Regions from separate parts of the Oryctolagus cuniculus genome. Here region 2 is linked to region 1. The links are chromatin contacts, called in public Hi-C maps. All regions are on one chromosome and are shown on one strand. Each heading gives the region's core, a stretch centred on a gene start, on an enhancer-like site or on the middle of the called end of the contact. The rest is flanking DNA. Distances are from core to core; before and after follow the strand shown. Region 1 has its middle 120 kb from the start of ZBTB10. Region 2 overlaps ZNF704 (zinc finger protein 704).

Region 1 (5,165 bases), core at 1,288-3,787:
AGGGAACTGAGTCTCCCTGACTGACCAGCAGGTCCAGGGGATAGGGCCCTGGGCTGGTTTGTTACTGTGTGTAGCCTGGGAATCAACCCAATGTTGAAGACTCTAGATCTGATTGTATCAGTCAAGACATTCCTGCAGTAGCAGTTTCTGGATATGTCGGTCACATATCTCACACTTTCTCTCTTACCTAAGCCAGGATGGTCTTCCGCCTTTGTAACAGACATAGCCAAGGCTGCTGGTATGTGTATTACTCCTACCTTCTCCTTTAGCACCAAACCCTAAAGTGGTGTTTATTCATTAGGGCTGAAATGAAGGCCTTCATTTTTGCTTTCATTGGTGGAGGCTGCTCATTTTACACTAGTATTAGTTCTTTCTTACCAAGTTTTTTTTTTTTTTTTTTAATAATCATTTCTATTGATTTGAAAGGCAGACAGAGACAGACAGAGATCTTCCATCTGCTGGTTTACTTCTCAGATGTCTGCAATAGCCAGGGCTGGACTAGGCTGAAGCCAGGAGCCAGGAGCTCAGTCTGGGTCTCCCACATGAGTGGTAGGGACCCAAGTACTTGAACCATCGCCTGCTACCTCCCAGGATGCACATAGGCAGGAAACCGGAATTGGAAGCAGAACAGAGACTTGAACCCAGGCATTTCCACATGGAATGCAGAAATCCCAAGTAGCATTTTACCCATTGTGCCAAATGCCTGCTCCCACGTGGTAGCATTTTTAAAACAGAGCTGCCTAGAGAAGCAAAGACTGCAGTTTCTCAGTCTCCATGGCCGTGCTGCCACAAAGGCTAAGTTTTGTCCACTAGGACACCAGCAGAAGCATACGGTGGTACCTTCTGGAATTCTTAACAGACAACAGGAATGGGCCCCTTCTCCATCCTTCTGCATTTTACTATCTGAAACACAGGTGTCTCCATCTGTGACCAGAGGATGGACAAGGCCATAGCGTGGTAATGATAGAGTGGGGAACCAGATGGGGAGCTTGATCCTGCAAATTCCAGGGAGCAGAGCCCCCACACTGACTCTGGCCTGAGACTTCAGATTCACTTTTGTTGAGTGAGAAACGCACTTCTGTCTTCATAAGCCAGTGTGCTTTTGGATTTTCTGTCATTCAAAGCTGAACCTAATCCTAACTAACATAGTCTTTCAATACTCTGTTGGGCCGTCACTTGGTGTCTTTGGGTTCTGACGTCATCTTTCACCAGCTCTTCTACCGCATCCAGCTCTCAGGCACCTGTTCATGAGAGAAGTGAGCTCTCTGTGCCTCTACCCAAGTCATTACTGAAAACAGGATCAGGGGAGGGCTAAGGACAGCGACTTTCAGCCCGCTCTGCTATTTCACTTTTTGGAGTCTCCGTGCCCTGTCTACTTGCCTGTGGACATGGGAGCATGGCCGCTGGGGGCACCAAGGAGGGGAAGCAACAGATCGGTGAGTCCCAAGCTTTTGCCCGCATCAGGACCTCCCAGAGGGGTTGTAAGCATAGCCTGCTGTGTGCCGCCCTGAGTTTCTGATTCAGGACGTGCAGCGTGAAGCCCAAGGACTTGCATTTGTGTTTCTCACACTCTCAGGTGGTCCCGATGATTGCGGGACAGCACTCTGACAGCCACGTTAATTGGAAGGTGAACGACAAAAGGGAAAGAGTATTTAAAAGTAGCTTCCATTTTGCCACTGATGAATACGCAAAAGCACTCACTGTTAGCTGTGTCAGGAGAAATTATGAAACAAGAGACCAATAGGCAGACTCATACAGGGCCGAGTAACTGTTGAAGGAATACACAGACCGATCTTGGTATCCGTGTGCTGCCAAGAGTATCTAAGTGTTAGCCCCGGAATCTTCCCCAGGGTTTCTCCCGGCCCAGCAATGTGCTTGGAGAGGGCTCAGTGCACAGTTAACAGTACAAGGGCCGTTAGGGCCAGTGCCTCAGAGAAGGAACAGATGAAGAATTTGGGGACACGGAAGAAAGGGTGGCAGGATTAGGAGCTGTAGCATCCCCAGGCGCTCGGGGAGAAGCCACAGGTAACCGTGGATCAAAGGGAAAACACTCAGCAAAGATGAAAGGCGCGATAATTCTAAGTCAAGAGCGAGAGTTTTAGAATAGAAGTGATAATAACAGACACTTAGCACAAACAGGGCGAGTCCCCGGGCCAGGAGCTCTCCCAAAGCGCCATCCTAGGGGAGCTCGAGTTCTCGCTAAGTGATTTGTACTTTCCCTCTTGGATGTTAAAATCCCGCTTTTCTAACAGAGCGCATCTTCCTGCGGTATTTATTTTTGCTTTTGTCATGTTAAAAGTGGAACCGGAGGAGGTCCGGGAGCCGGGCGCGGAGGGTAAACAAGGCTGACTTTGGAGTGCGAAACCGGCGGCGGGGGAGGCGTGGCGTCGCCGAGGTCACCTTGGGGAGCCGGCTGAGCTGGCCGCGCCTCCTCGAGGAGAAGCGTACCCTGGGATCCGGAGGGCGCGTCCCCGCGGGCGCCCTGCCGCCTGCAAGCTGAGCGCCGGCCCTGCGCGCTCGCCTGCGACTTTCACCTCGCCCGGCTGGAGCGCTGCTCGGTCCCCGGGCGCCGCAGCTTCGAACGGCAGGTGGAGCGGCGCGCGCCGCTGGAGAGCCGCCGCCGACTTTCTCCCCGTCTCTGCACTGCTGTGAGGGCAAAGCCGGCTCGGCCGTGGGAGATGCAAGCCCTGGCGGGGCTTCTGCCCCAGGCGCCGAAGGAGGCTCACCTCCCTGCGGTTTCCCTTCACCCATCAGTTGCGTATAGATAGTAAGTGTGAAGAATCACACGGGGAGGAACTGGGCAAAGCATTCCGACCTTCTTAGGGGGAGAAAAGCCGTATCCTGTAAATACAAAGTGTGACTTGGGTGGAGAAGATGTATTTAAAAACTTGGAGAACGTGGCGGTGTGTGTGTGTGTGTGTGTGTGTGTGTGTGTGTTTGTGTGTGTGTGTGTGTGTGGTGTGCTTGGTTCCCCGGGTTCGTGAAGCTAAGTGGTGAATGACTTGCAGGCAATGGGCAAGAGTTTCCAAGTGGCTGCCAATATGACCAGAGCAAAGGCGTCCCGCCCAGTGTCCCTACTGAGTTCTTGCTGAGGTGCCCTTGAATTGTAAAAATTAACTCCTCTTTTAAGCTCTGCTTTAATGACATTAAAACTCATTGTTGCTGATGTGTTTCAAAATTATTGTGCATAGACAGTTCTAAAGTAACTTTTATGAGATAACATGCATTTAAAAAATTGTGAGGATAGGCCGGTGCCGCAGCTCACTAGGCTAATCCTCCGCCTTGCGGCGCCGGCACACCGGGTTCTAGTCCCGGTCGGGGCAACGGATTCTGTCCCGGTTGCCCCTCTTCCAGGCCAGCTCTCTGCTGTGGCCAGGGAGTGCAGTGGAGGATGGCCCAAGTGCTTGGGCCCTGCACCCCATGGGAGACCAGGATAAGTACCTGGCTCCTGCCATCGGATCAGCGCGGTGCGCCGGCTGTGGCGGCCATTGGAGGGTGAACCAACGGCAAAAGGAAGACCTTTCTCTCTGTCTCTCACTGTCCACTCTGTCAAAAAAAAAAATTGTGAGGATATTTGTGAAGTTAACTCAAGTCGGCCTTGGAAAATAAAGTATTTTTGCATATTATGGGAAAGCTATCCCAGTCAGGTAAATATCTGAAGTACCTTGGGAAATGATGACAGTGTCAAATTTTATGAAAGGTACAGTTTTTAAGTTATAACTGCATAATGAGTATTTAATTTCTTTTAAAGACTTATTTATATATTTGAAAGGCAGAGTTGCAGAGTGGCAGAGGGAGGAGAGAGGAAGGGAGGGAGTGGGAGAGAGAGAGACAGAGAGAGAGAAAGGTCTTCTATACACTGGTTCACTCCCCAGGTGGCCTAAAGGGCTGGAACCCTGTCAATCCGAAGCCAGGAGCCTGGAGCTTCTTCCGATCTCCCACACGGGTGCAGGGGCCCAAGGACTTGGGCCATCTTCTACTGCTTTCCCAGGCCATAGCAGAGAGCTGGATCAGAAGTGGAGCAGCCAGGACTCAAACTGGCGCCCATATGGGATGCCGGCACTGCAGGTGGTGGCTTGACCCACTATGCCACAGCGCTGGCCCTGAATATTTGATTTCAAGAGATGTGCATATATTTATTCTGTCCTCTTTGAAAACACTTCTTAAGAATTTTTTAGCTTTGGTTAAGAAGACGTAACAGCTTTGTAATCATTTTTGGCAGAAGATTTTACCAAACCTCCCACCAGAGGGCAGTATTTAACAAGTATTTGATAAAAATATACATTAACTGTAATTCATAGAAATCACATTTCAAGAGCAATAATATCAGTAGAAAGTAAGTATTTTCTTCCATCAACACAACCAAAGTAAGAAACCCATGGACACTTGGCTTTCTCGTGGAGTAGATAGTTCTTAAAGCAGCATATCCTAGGTTGGGAAGAGTGTTTGCTTTTTAATTTTCAAGATGGAAGAAGTAATCGAAGGAACTGGAAACGATTTAGGTAGTTCTTTACAAGCCCTGGACTGATCCCACTGGCTTGATAGAAAGAAGCTTGGTTGTTTTAACTCAATCGCCAACACATTATTTACCCTCCCTGAGAAACCATCCAAATTTGGCTGCATTCCATATGCTAGAAAAAGCTGGGAGCCGGAGCCAAGGGTAGGTTTGACAGAGGGAGCAGAACAGTGCAAGGAGAGGCTCCTGGGACCCCTTTGCTGCGCCCACAGGCAGCGGCCACCGCAGGTGCTGGGAGCTCCGCCTGACTCAGGGAAGACTCAGTGGACGTTGATTTCTCGTCTAGTCACTTGCTGTGTGGTGACTTCCGGCCTGGTGGTGTTGCTTAACTTCTGTTTGCTGTATTAGAGTTTGAAAAAGAAACAACTGTACGTGGTAAACAAACCATAGAAGATAGTGCGTAATTAAAAATGTTGTTCAGGGGCCGGTGCTGTGGCGTAGCAGGTTAAAGCCCTGGCTTACAGCACCAGCATCCCATTTGGATGCCAGTTCCAGTCCCAGCTGCTCCACTTCTGATCCAACTCCCTGCTAATGCACCTGGGAAAGCAGCGGAGGATGACCCAAGTGCTTGGGCCCCTGCACCAGCGTGGGAGACCTGGAAGAAGCTCTGGGATCCTGGCTTCGGACAGGCTCAGCTCCGGACGTTGTG
Region 2 (5,165 bases), core at 928-3,427, 74 kb after region 1:
AGAGAGAGACAAAGAGAGAAAGGTCTTCGTTTTGCCGTTGGTTCACCTTCCAATGGCCGCCGCCAGTGCGCTGCGGCAGGCGCACCGCGCTGATCTGAAGGCAGGAGCCAGGTGCTTCTCCTGGTCTCCCATGGAGTGCAGGGCCCAAGAACTTGGGCCATCCTTCACTGTACTCTCTGGCCACAGCAGAGAGCTGGCCTGGAAGAGGGGCAACCAGGACAGAATCCGGCGCCCGACCAGGACTAGAACCCGGTGTGTTGGCGCCGCAAGGCGGAGGATTAGCCTATTGAACCACGGCTCCGGCCACAAGTTTCATCCTACTGCGATCACCCAGGGGAAACTCGGAGTTCCAGTGGAGGGAGAAATCAGGAAGAGAAGGATGGGCATCGTTCTCATTCCTGCACTCGCTCCTAGTACGCAGGCAGCATGCTGTGAAGCAGGCCCGTGCCTTCAGACAGATGCCACTTTGCAATGAAGCTTTTCGGTCCTTTTCCTTGGTGACCTAACTGTCCCTTAGGCCTGTTGACCTTCAGTAAGAGTCTGACCAATGCAACTTAATTGTAATGCACGACGCACAGTTGGCTCAGCATTGCAGGTTAGACATATACATTTGGAATGGAAGGCTGTGACAGGTTTCAGGAATGTCCCTTCAAAGCACTAGGGACTCTCTCTGCTGTGAGTCCTGGCCCTAACATTATCAGCCTTTGCTTTATGAGAGTCAGGTGACCCAAGAGGAAAAGGCTGCGCAGCCTGAAGCACCAGGTCCACACTGGTGTCTTGCCTGCAGCTACCCACTGATGTGAGTGGCAGCTTCTGTCCCTGACTGGCCAAGTGAAAATCTAGTATCCCTGGGGACACACAGGGTGCCAGGACAACTCCGGTCCCCTGCAGGAGGGACTGGAGTGAAACAGCAACTCCTCAAGGCCACTGCCAGTGGGAAGGAGAGGGGGCTACATCCGTGTCCTCTTCTTTGGGCAAAAAAGTCAGCCCTTCCTTACGTGGACCCACTCGGGGAACACCTGTACCCCTGCAACCCAGGCGGTGCGGCACTGAGAGACGCAGGGAGGGAAGGTGTTGGATCGAAACCCTCGCTTTGTTCTCTTTGAACAAATTGGGGGAAGAAAAAAAGATTGCGTTGTGGTCCTCAGGGCTCTGCCTTGGAATTCTGCTTGTGAATTAGTCATTCATAACGAAGCTTTCGATACAACACCCAAAAACCATCCCAATAACAGCCTCATATTTACATGGTGCTGTTAAAAATAATGTCAAAATGTTTCCGAGATGCAGGGAAATCAGAAATGCTTTTGAAAACTGCAGTGACCACAATAATTGCAAAGCAGCGGGAGAGAAGATAGGGAATAGGAGCCTTAGGTCCAGGAGGCTCTGGGTTGGAAGGCGGCTCAGGTCCTGCCTCCTTCCATGGTAGGCACGAGGTAAGTGCCCGCTCAGCTTCCTCCTGACAAGATGGGAACAGAACACTTCCCCTACAAGACAGCAGCGAGAATTAAACAAAGGCACAACCTGTTACTTTATTAAGTCAGTTAATCAGATCTCCCTTCCCACTTGTATTTAGTAAGTATGTGCTCTGCGCTGTGTATGCACTTCTGTTTACATGTCAGTTTCACGTATGTTTCACATTCCCTTCCATTAACTTAACTGAAGCCTATGTTTCCTCCCCAGCCTCCAGGGCTGGTTGAAACAGGAAAAGAGAAAAGACATTAACTACATTTCGCATATGAAAAAAAAATAAGTCCCACAGAGAGAGTGAGTTAATTACCCAGCCAAGCCGGAAGTGCTATTTTTTTTTACCTTTCACATTCTGCTAAGTCCTAGATTAGCCGCGTGTAGCCAGAGGATGGGGCATGTCAACTTTGAGGGAACCTGTTCATGTTTTAGTCACTTGTATTTGTCCTCATTCACGACCCTGCGTTCCCAAACTGGGGCAGCACTCAGCGCTCGCGTCCATCACAAGGGGGCGTGGGTGGGCAGTCGCCCCCCAGGAGGAGCCCGGGGTCCGGGGCTCGGCCATGCGAGCGCGGGCGCGGCTGAAACAGAAGACGCGGCGCCCCGACACCAACCTTTCTCTTCCTGGGGATGGGCTCGTCGAAGAGCAGGTTGCCGGCCTCCGCCTCGTCGATGCCGTCGTCCGGAGGCGGCGCGGGGCTGCGGAAGGGCTTGAAGCTGTCAGCCGAGAGCGGCGGCGATGGCGTGGACGGGTTGGACTGGTCGCTGGGGGCGCTCCAGCTCCAGTAGCCGCTGCTGCTGCTGCTGGAGGGCACGCCGCCGCCCTCTTTCCAGGATCCGCTCAGGCCCTCTGCGCGGGACACAGACACAGCGTCAGCGGGCGGGGGGCAGGGGCACCTGCAGCCTCCGCATCCCACTCAGCCTCTGGGAATGCAAGTGGTATTCTAGTTCTACATGGCCTCCCAAGGCACCCTGCAGCGGATGAACGTTTAGATATCCTAGCCAGAGGGTACATCTTCTGATGGGGGCTGCACTGAGATCACTTGTTCCTTGGCATGATAATGAAAAACAAAAAACCAAAAATCAAAACACATAGACGGTCTCGCTCACTCAGTTTGAGGAGCTCTGAATTTATGGACTGCAGCTTTTCTAAGTCAGGGGTATTATTTGCAGTGTTGTTCCAAATTGTTCATATAGTCACTCTCATGCCAATTTCAACTTTTTTTTTTTTTTAAGGGTTTCACATAGGACTGTGAGTGATTCTTGGGATACATTTATAGGAAGTTCCCTTAAGATTTAAAAATGTAAGAGAAATAATTTCCAGATGGCTATCAGAGGCCATTGGCCATGCTGCTGATCAGAACAAATACCCACAACAATACTGTACCTTTAATGAGGGTTTTACACCTTACAAAGCTCATTCGTACACTCTCTAGCATTTTGACAGGCTCTGCCTCTCAGAGTAAAGGTGAGTATTCCCATTTTACAGATGTGGACACTGAGGCAGCGCCTAGTAATTAACCCAGGTCTGTTACAGGTCCTTTTCCCGTAGTGCCCCTGGGCCCTTGGAGGTGAGCATCCTATATCCTCATGGCCACAGGGGATGGGGTATGCATTTCCCACATTAAGTACTGACTGGGGTTGCATTTCACCTTTCCTGTTGGGGTGGAAAACACTGTGCATTGTTTGCTAATGGGGGAGGGACTTCTGCCCAGTTAGAATGTCTTTGGGGGACTTTAGGAATCACTGGAAATTTGCTTTACCTTTCAAGATGCAGAATCTTAATTAGCATTTGCATAAATTCTACTTTCTCATTGGATAATTTTTCCTCCATAATCGTGTACATTTTTATTGTATTAAATGTATTGAATGCATTAAATGAATGTATAAAAACTACAAGGAAGAAAAAAAGCCCCCAAATGCCCTATTAAAAAAATACTGTACTCAGTAATGAAGTAAAGACAAATGGTAGGCTAGAATTCATGGAGAAATGTCTTTTCTATTTTTTAAAAAATGGTTATTTATTTATTTGAAAGGCAGAGCGAGAGAGCGAGAGAAATCTCATAGCAACTGGGAAGAACCAGGCAGATAACACAGTCTGGGTTTCCTAAGTGGGTAGCAGGGACCCACGTACTCCCACCATCACTTGCGGTCTCATAGGGTGTCCATTAGCACCTGGAATTGGAAGTGGAGCCGGGATTTGAACCTAAGCACACTGGTGTGGGATCTGGCCATCACAAGCGGCATCTTGATTGCTATGCCAGTGCCAGGTCTCGTGAAGAAAGTTCTTTCCTCCTCTTTTTTTTTTTTTCCAGGTTTATTTATTTATTTGAAAGTTAGAGTTATATAGAAAGAGAGACAGAGAGAGATCTTCCATGTGCTGGTTCACCCGCCATATGGCTGCAGTAGCCTGGGTTGGGTCAGGCTAAAGCCAGGAGCCAGGAAATTCATCCAAGTCTCCCATGTGCAGGGGCCAAACACTTAGGCCATCTGCTGCTTTTCCCAGGTCATTAGCAGTGAGCTGGATCAGAAGTGGAGCAGCCAGGGCTCGAATCAGTGCACTTATGGGTGGGATGCCGGCGACACAGAGGCAGCTTTATCCACTATGCTATGCCAGCCCCAAGACATTTCTTAACTTCCTTCATCTGTTTAGGGATTTCCAGCATATTTCTCAACAATGTTAAGCAAAAAGTTCAGTTAGATGAATGAAGACTGAAGTTGAAATAGGAGAATTAAGTTACTGATTTCATCACATCAAGGTTCTTGTAGAATCAAACGGTCATTTATTCAGGCTCACACCTTTCCAGCATAACAAAACCAAATTAGTATTTCACTCCCTACAGCCTGCACAGAGCCGGATACACTCCCTGGGCTGGAGCTGGCTCTTAGAAACAAGAAAGCTCCTCCCTTCAATTTAAAGGACTTCCAGAGGATCCTTATACAAGTCCGTAGGTGGTTTTACCTGATGTGAAAAGCTCATTTGGCAGGCCCAGGTGGCTTATAAAGATACCATAGCAGGCGCTTGTAAAATAGAATAATAAAGTTCTTGGAGCTAGATGTGTGATCCTGTTAAGTAGGTGGAACTGAGTTTATTTTGAGAACCAACCATTGTGGTGGTGTAGTAACATCACTTCATGTCAAAGTAAAAGTTAATTTGCTTCCAGGTTTATGAATGGCATCTCCTTTAGGAATATTATTAAATCAGAAGGGCAGAGTGATGTTGAAATGAATTTTCAGGAAAAAGTCAGGGCTGATTCATAATATTTTTTAGGGGATAGCAAATCCTTAAGATTGTCCAAGAATACAAACAGGTGAAACCGGGCACATAAGCCTTTGTGACCTAGAGATCACACAACAGTTCCCCCAAATTTACTGATACACAACAAATCTGGAGAAAGGCTTTTATTCCTTAAAAAAAAAAAGGCCTTCATTATCATAAATTTTCCTATTTATGAATTTGCGGCATGTTGCAGGTGAAATGAGTGACATCAAACAGTTTCAGTTACTAGCTGAGTATTTTTAAAATCGTAAATGAACAATGAACTGCCCTGTTGTAATACTAACAAAGGTTTGCACCGAAGGATCTAAAGATATGTCTGATTCTAACCTTTTAAGTACAAAGGAACATTAAAAATTCTCAATTGTCAAAAGAATCCAATGGTAAAAATGATTAATTTACAGTATACTTACCCCCCCCCCGC

Evidence for each region. A called contact is a pair of places that touch in the nucleus more often than the background predicts.
Region 2: a contact with region 1 is called in a Hi-C map of an unstated tissue, with 5 times the contacts expected there. The contact joins two enhancer-like sites. A contact is called at or near these places in 6 of 6 Hi-C or Micro-C datasets (ear pinna, embryonic fibroblasts, liver and 3 more).

Annotation. Positions count from the first base shown.
Region 1 is chr6:106,120,909-106,126,073 of mOryCun1.1, forward strand. No RefSeq gene overlaps it. Among named protein-coding and RNA genes, the nearest start is that of ZBTB10, 120 kb to the left of the region's middle. Within about 2 kb of position 2,538, at least 2 of the 8 cell types and tissues checked have an H3K27ac peak or open chromatin away from gene starts, as enhancers often do.
Region 2 is chr6:106,195,319-106,200,483 of mOryCun1.1, forward strand. It overlaps ZNF704 (zinc finger protein 704), which reads right to left. Exons shown (of 9, transcript XM_002710562.5): 4 at 2,079-2,314. Among named protein-coding and RNA genes, the nearest start is that of ZNF704, 190 kb to the right of the region's middle. Within about 2 kb of position 2,178, at least 5 of the 8 cell types and tissues checked have an H3K27ac peak or open chromatin away from gene starts, as enhancers often do.